Linked DNA regions of Capsicum annuum: region 1 is linked to region 2. Evidence: chromatin contacts called from public Hi-C data. All regions are on one chromosome and are shown on one strand. Each heading gives the region's core, a stretch centred on a gene start, on an enhancer-like site or on the middle of the called end of the contact. The rest is flanking DNA. Distances are from core to core; before and after follow the strand shown.

The links. A called contact is a pair of places that touch in the nucleus more often than the background predicts.
Region 1: a contact with region 2 is called in a Hi-C map of leaf, with 4 times the contacts expected there. The contact joins the promoter of LOC107850536 here to the promoter of LOC124889670 in region 2. A contact is called at or near these places in 4 of 5 Hi-C or Micro-C datasets (bud, leaf and placenta).

What each region holds. Positions count from the first base shown.
Region 1 is chr12:140,560,417-140,563,955 of UCD10Xv1.1, reverse strand. LOC107850536 (peptide chain release factor PrfB1, chloroplastic) reads right to left here and starts at 1,943. Exons shown (of 7, transcript XM_016695125.2): 1 at 1,579-1,943; 2 at 1,280-1,351. The coding sequence starts at 1,753.
Region 2 is chr12:140,206,392-140,210,257 of UCD10Xv1.1, reverse strand. It overlaps LOC124889670, which reads left to right and starts at 1,502. Exons shown (of 2, transcript XM_047401649.1): 1 at 1,502-2,151; 2 at 2,250-2,511. The coding sequence starts at 1,502. The coding sequence ends at 2,511. All of the region lies in intron 6 of LOC107850574 (nuclear transcription factor Y subunit B-10), which reads left to right. It overlaps LOC124889669, which reads left to right and starts at 2,533. Exons shown (of 3, transcript XM_047401648.1): 1 at 2,533-2,702; 2 at 2,810-3,148. The coding sequence starts at 2,533. It overlaps LOC124889240 (a long non-coding RNA gene), which reads right to left and starts at 148. Exons shown (of 2, transcript XR_007047943.1): 1 at 1-148.

The DNA.
Region 1 (3,539 bases), core at 694-3,193, 350 kb before region 2:
ACATATTTATAGTGTTGCCTTTGCCTAAGATAGCCTATTACAAGAAATAGCCCACAAGTGGCTATTTCGAAAATAACCCACATGGGCTCTTCAAAGCATACTTCAAGCCCTCCAAGCAATAATCCACACGCGTCATTGTGGGCTTGGGAGCCTAAAAGGGGTCCACCGAATGCATCCTTAAGCTCTAGGCTTGATCATGGCGTGGACCTCTTTGCATTGGCCTCGGAAGATGTAATCTAACTCTTTAAGGCCCCGTTGGCTCATATCAATGTTAATTTTCTTAAGGTCCCACGCATTTCATTTCTTTCAAATAGTTGGTAATTCCCTTTATTCCTATAAAGGTTTCTGCGATTATTCCAATGGTTGCAAAATACTATTGCACTTGCAAAAATTTTAGCCATCACTCCACCAAATTTTGAAACGTAAAATTGATTACAAAGTTGACAATAGAACTGTCCATTTCCTTAAAGTTGATCTTTTGGTACAGGGTTCATGGGCTTACAGTTTTCCTCATACTCCGTAAAATATTCAACTAGTTGCTTAAACAAAAGAATCTTGGATGCCTTCAAAACTAAAGAAACAAAACGTCAGAATATACTTCACAGGTTGGCATTGCAGAAAATGTTTATTCAGGTAACGCTGAAGGATATTTGGCTAGAGAAAACTTCAGGAGAGCACATTTATCATATCTCACTGATGCTTGTTAAGTTCAATAACGACTGTCAGGATGAAAAATCTTGAAGATTTGAAAAGCACAGTAAGGGTGATTATCATGTCTTGCTAGGTAAGGTTTCAGATGTACAATTCTTTTAGGCCATGTTTTTACAACGTTACAAAGCACAGCCACGCAACCACTACAAATGCAGAACATAACATGTAAATAATGCAGAAGTAAAAAAAAAAAAGAAAGAAACTAGATGCAGCTAAGCATAAATATTTCAACATAACGCATATCGTTCTGTTTTTTTAATCCAAACATTACATCTCAATTTAAAAGTTCTATCAAAATCCAGACAAAATGCAGGTATCGCATGGATTTAGTTGAGGTGTACACCAGATGGCCCACACACCACAGTTATCCAAAAACATAAGACAAAATGCAAGAAAGCTAAAAACAAAAGGTTCAAAATGCACCTATGTTGTTAAATGATTAGAACGATCCGATATAAGCAGAATCTATTGTCAAAATTATTGAAAGAAAAACTCAAGCCTTCATCATACTATTTCTTTAAGGCGCAAAAGATAACAGTTTGGCATCATTGAAATGGTATAAATTTACCTTGCATGGCCCATTCAGGCGTTTCAGTATTGCTAACTCCCACCTCAGGTGTTGCAAAAGAAACTGTGCTACCTTCAATCGAATTAATGAAACACCACATAGTAAGCAAAATTTCTTCTTTTTTTTTATGATTTTTCTGTAGGTACAAATTCTAGCAAATTAAAGGCCCCAAAATTGAAATTTATAGTTAAAATTGGTAAGCGTAAATTAACAAAGTCACGGGAGTAGTAAATAGGAAAGAAGTAATTGTAGCCAACTGTTGTTGCAGTAAACATGCAAGAAAGAAGTAGATGTCCTACCCGTTGGAGAAGAAGAAATGAAAGGTAGAAAAGAATGAGAAGTTAATTGTGGAATTCTGTGTCTTCGCCTGTGCATTGCTATTATTCTTGGATTCGGAACTGATCTTGCCATTGTCGCTAAGCTGTGGAAGGGCTTGGAATATTGAGGGACTGAACTTTGAATCATACCCTCCATGGCTGCAGTAAGAGAGAAGCTGTCTCCGACTTGCAAAGGGATAAGAATCTCACACTCACGTAGATCAGTGATGGGACTAATCTACAATGTCCAAAACTTTTGGTCTTCTTTTCTTTATTCCTTCCTTCCTTTTGCCATATTTTGACTTGTCGCCTTAATATTATATTTTGAAAATAAATAATTAATGATAACAATAAAATAAAAAAAATATTTTCCCTTGATATACATCAGAAATAATAAGTAAGTAAAAAAGAATATTTTAAAAATAGCAGACACAACTAAAAATAAAAAGAAAATACATCGAATCACCACTAAACTTGTGGTGAAAACTTACTTTAGACCCTAAACTTGTATGACAATTATTTACCCTCTTAACAACTTTTAACTGAATTTATTTCACCCCTTAGAAGCCGAAGTGAGGTCGCATGTTGTTGGGCTTGTCGAAGTGCTATGTTTGTCTTTTATATTATTTTAAAGCGAAAATATTCTTTTAAAATTAAATAACGGCTATAAATCCCAGATCAAATAAACCCAATTTCATCCTCAAAACCTTAATTTACTTCTCTTCTTCCTCAATTTCTCAAAATCTCCTTCCTCTCCGAAATTTAAGCATAATTTTGAGATTGATTTCTCATTTATTTCAAATGTAATCTATTTTTCTAGCACGCAATGAGGTCGGTTAATTTGACTAAACTTTGCATGGAAGAAAATGATAATACTTTGTACAAAGAAGTTCGTTGTAATCATGAATTTTTGTTGCATATGAAGACATCTTGGACTTTGAGGAATCCCGGCAGAAGATTTTGGGCATGTTCTTATTATGGGGTAGATATCAATTTTTTTGCTTTTACTATTCCAATAGACTTATTAAAGTCTAATTCATTCTTTATTTTTCACTATTGAATGACCTAAAATCTTGCGACTTTTGGTGTTGGAGGGATAGAGAAGATATTGATCCGAGGTACAAATATGTGATTCCTAAACTAATAGAGAAATTAGGTGAGCTTAAGAATTTAGTTGAGTCTTTTCAATATATTGACAATCATGCATCGGTTAATGAAGTTGAAAAAGTTGCGTTGAAGAAATTTGTTGAGGAACCTTCTCATGAAGTAGACAAGCCCAAAGAATCCAAAGATGATAATTGCGTTGATATGAAATTGGAGAAGTTGGAAGAAGAGGTTGAGAAAATCAAAGAAAGAGAGAAGAAGTGGAGAAGAATTGCTAAATTTGTTGTGTTTTGTTGTTCTCTACTACTAATAGCTATAAGCTATTGGCTTGGGATGATATATATAAAGAAAGGTTCAATGATGTTACCTTAAGGTGGTTGTTGTTGTTAGTAGATATCAAGCTTATTTTGTGAATGGTGCAGCTTCTTTAAGCTTATTTTGTAATTTACTTTGGCTGGTGACTGTCTCTTGAGCACTTGGTCGTTGTATTTTGTAGCGCAACTTCTTTTAAGCTTCTTTTGTAATGTATTCAGCTATTGGTTCTCTTGATATATATGAAGAAATATAGTTGAATTGATTGCATTTTAAGCATTTGTTTCTTTGGTAATAGTACAACTTGTTTTGTAATGAAGTTAACCACAATTGCTTATAGTCACAACTAGTTAAGCAAGACTGCACAAACTACCATTTGCAACAATTGCTTATAGTCATAACTAGTTAAGCAAGACTGCACAAACTACTATTTACCACAACTGCTTATAGTCAAATGACAATTGCAATCACAGCTGCTCATATTTCTAACAAAAATATATTGCCAAAAGTGCAGTCACATTTACATC
Region 2 (3,866 bases), core at 253-2,752:
CCGGAAAATGGTGGAGAAGTCGCCGGAGAAGAGGAGGAGGATCGTGTGAAGACCCAGCAGATAATAGAGTTCCAAATCTCTATATCTTAGAATACAGAGCTGGTCGATGTTGACAGAGCAGAGGGAGAACACGGAAGGACAGTTGGCCAAGTTTAAAATTTATTGAATGGACACGTGCTGAGCATGTGCAGAATTTTAAAAAAGATTTGGGCTTCAAAACGTTTGGGCTGGTTCAGGCAATAGTTATTTTCAATAATTTAAACCCAGAGCCCAAAGCCAACTTCTTTGAAGTGGTAATTGATGAATCTCAGGAAGATTACTCTTCAGTTCAATGCATGCAATCTAGAAACACAACATCTGCAGAGGTCGGAGAAGTTAATGAAGTCCAGTCGCGAGAGAAACGTCTCGAAGAAGAAAAGGGAGTGGAAATTGACTGTGAATTTAGCAAAGAAGTACCTGCATGCGAGAAACAGGGGGAAGTCGTCACAAGTGACTTCGAATCACAACAAAAGCAACTGGAGATAGTTAATTCTGGGGAAATTTGGGATGTACAAGAGATCGAACCCCTATGCATCCAACAACAAGAAGCATTACTTGAATCAGAAAAACGGGCTTGTACAACAGAATTTCCTCAAACTTCATAAGATGTTTGGAGTAGATTTTCAGGGGCTTGAAGAGGAGGCACTAGAACTTATAAGCAGGTTGTTGCAAGCAGACAAGCGAGAAGAATGGAACAAACAATGGAAGTTAAAAGAACTAGACACAAAGGTGTGCAATAACGGAAGAATCTTATTACTTTTGATGTCAAGTTCAAGAGTGCTGGTGATAGAATGAAGGGGAAGAGGGGGGGGGGGTCTTCAATCTGCCTCATGAAGATCAAATTAATATCATGGAATGTTAGGGGGTTAAAGGAACAGGGGAAAAAGAGAATAGTACAGTATTCGATTCATGAATGGAAAGCAGACGTAGTCTGCCTCCAAGAAACTAAACTAGAAGGGAATGTACAGGAACTTATTAGACAAATTTGGGCTAAATGAAACAACACAAATAAGTCCAAAGAACGTTTCTATTAAAATATTAGGTTGACCCAACATTAATCTTGTTGCATTATGAAATTAACATAGACTTTCAGTTAGTTTTTACAATTAAAGAAAACTACACTATATAATCGTCTATAAAAATAATAGCCAGTAAATCTATATTATTATATATTTAGTAGCGAATATAATTATTTTGATCGACTGAAAAATATGTTATTTACCCGAATTAAATAAAGATGGATCAAACATGCATGTTTAGAGGCTAGTGGAACGAGGAAGAATTCTAATGCTATGGGATTCCAGAGCTTGGGAAGGGGAAATAGTGTTGGTGCTTACACTCTTTCCTGTAAGTTTAAGGCCCAACTTTGTTATTTTAATTACAACATTACAGGAGTATATGCTCCTAGCAGTAAGTAGAGAGGAGACTAGTATGGGAGGAATTAGCTGATGTAAGAGGACTAATGGATGGACCGTGGGCCATCTGTGGTGATTTCTATATATGCAGATTTCCGTCTGAAAAAAGGGATTGTAATAGGAATACTTTAGCCATGAAGGAATTCTCAGACTTCATAGAAGACATGGAACTCATTGACTTGCAGCTAACTGGTGCCAGCTACACCTGGTTCAAAGGGGATAATCATACAACTGCTTCTAGGATTGATAGAATACTAATATCCACAGAATGGAACAACCTTTTTAGCAACTTAAAACAAACCACCTTCCAAAGAGTGACTTCTGATCATGTGCCAATTGCATTCCTTTGTGGCCAACGAGAATGGCCTAAGTCATACTTTAAGTTCGAAAATGGGTGGCTGTATGCAGAAGGATTTGTTGATAAAGTGAAGGAATGGTGGAGTGATTTTGAGTTTCATAGGAAATCAAACTATGTTTTAGCATGTAAATTCAAAGCACTCAAAGGAAAGTTGAAAGATTGGAGCAGGATGGAACAGGGGAACTTGAAACTAAAGAAGAACAGTATTTTGAATCAGATGGCTGAGATAGAGTCCCTTTTGAACAACAGAGCTCTAACTGAAAAGGAAACTGCCAGAAAAGCAACGCTTTTTATGGAATACGAAGGTTGTCTAAAGAATGAAGAGGTGGCTTGGAGACAGTGATCAAGGGCCCTATGGCTTAAGAAGGGGATAGGAATACCAAATTCTTCCGTCAAACTGCTAATGCTCATAAGAGGTACAACCATATATTGATCAGTTGGACATTCTGGGAGACTATTTCTGAGCCAAATAGAATCAAGGAAGAGGTCATATTCTTCTACAAGAAGCTATCTATAGAACTTGAAGATTGGAGACCTCCTGAGAACATCAACAACCTACCAACTATTACAGAAGCTGAAAAGGAGGCCTTGCAAACAGTTTTTGAGGAACAAGAAGTTTTTGAGTGTTTAAAGTTATGTGCTATAGACAAAGCACCTGGTCCTGATGGTTTTACAATGGGATTCTATATAAAGTGTTAGTAGGTTATTAAAAAAGACATTATGGAGGCTTTTCACAACTTTCACTCAAGTGAAATTTTTGAAAAAAGTTTCAATGCAACTTACATTGCTTTGATTCCTAAGAAAGCAGGAGCTAAGGAACTCAAAGATTTCAGACCTATAAGTTTGATTGGAAGCTTTTACAAACTAATATCGAAGGTGTTAACCGAAAGGTTGAAGAGAGTGGTGGATAAATTGATGGACAAACAACAAATGGCGTTTATCCAAGGCAGACAGATAATGGATGTAGTCTTATAGATAATGAAGCAATTGCTTCTAGAACTGAGCAAGGAAGACCTGGTGTACTATGTAAACTTGATATAGAAAAAGCCTATGACCATAGTATGATGAGACAAATGGGCTTTGAGGAGAAATGGATCAACTGGATCAAGTTTTGCATATTTATTGTGAAATTTTCTGTTCTCATTAACGGGTCTCCTGAAAGGTTTTTCAATGCAAATAGAGGAATAAGACAAGGGGTTCATCTATCACCTTTCCTATTCATCATAGCAATGGAAGGACTCAACAACATGCTGAATATTGCTACGGCAGAAGGAAGGATACAAGATTTTGAAGTTAGCAGTGTGGTTGGTAGAAGCGTAGAGATCACGAATTTGCAGTATGCGGATGACACCTTAATTTTTTGTGGTGCTGAATAGGAACAATTGTTACTTCTAAGACTAATCCTAGTCTGTTTTGAGGCTATATCTAGTCTCCATATTAACTGGAACAAGGGTCACTTATATCCAATTAATGTGGTTCTTGATATGGATCACCTGTCTTTGATCCTAGGAGGAGTGAAGGCACACTACCTTCAATCTACTTGGGAATGCCATTGGGTGCAAAGTCTAGGTTCATAGACATTTGGACCCAATTTTGGAGAAATGTCAGAAAAAGCTAGCTAGATGGAGAAAACAATACTTGTCATTGGGAGGAGATTGACTTTGATAAACTCTTTGCTAGATGCCTTACCTACATATATGCTTTCCATCTTTCATATACCTCAATTAGGTTGGACGGACAAAATCAGAAGGAATTTTCTATGGCAGGGGAACAAGGAAAGAAAGGCTTTTGTCTGGTCAAATGGAAGAATATCATTAGAAGTAAAAAAAAAGTGGAGGTTTAGGAATCAAAAACCTTAGGATTCGAAGCAAAACTCTTAAGGTTTAGTGGCTATAGAGATACCGCTCTGTGGTGTAAAGTCATCAAGAGTAAGTATGAGGAGCTCAATAAATGGGTAACAAAAGAGGTACACACTCCATATGGTGTTAGCCTTTGGAGATCTATCAGAGTTTTTTTGGCCTTTCGTAAGTAGCCATTCAACTACTAAGGTGCAA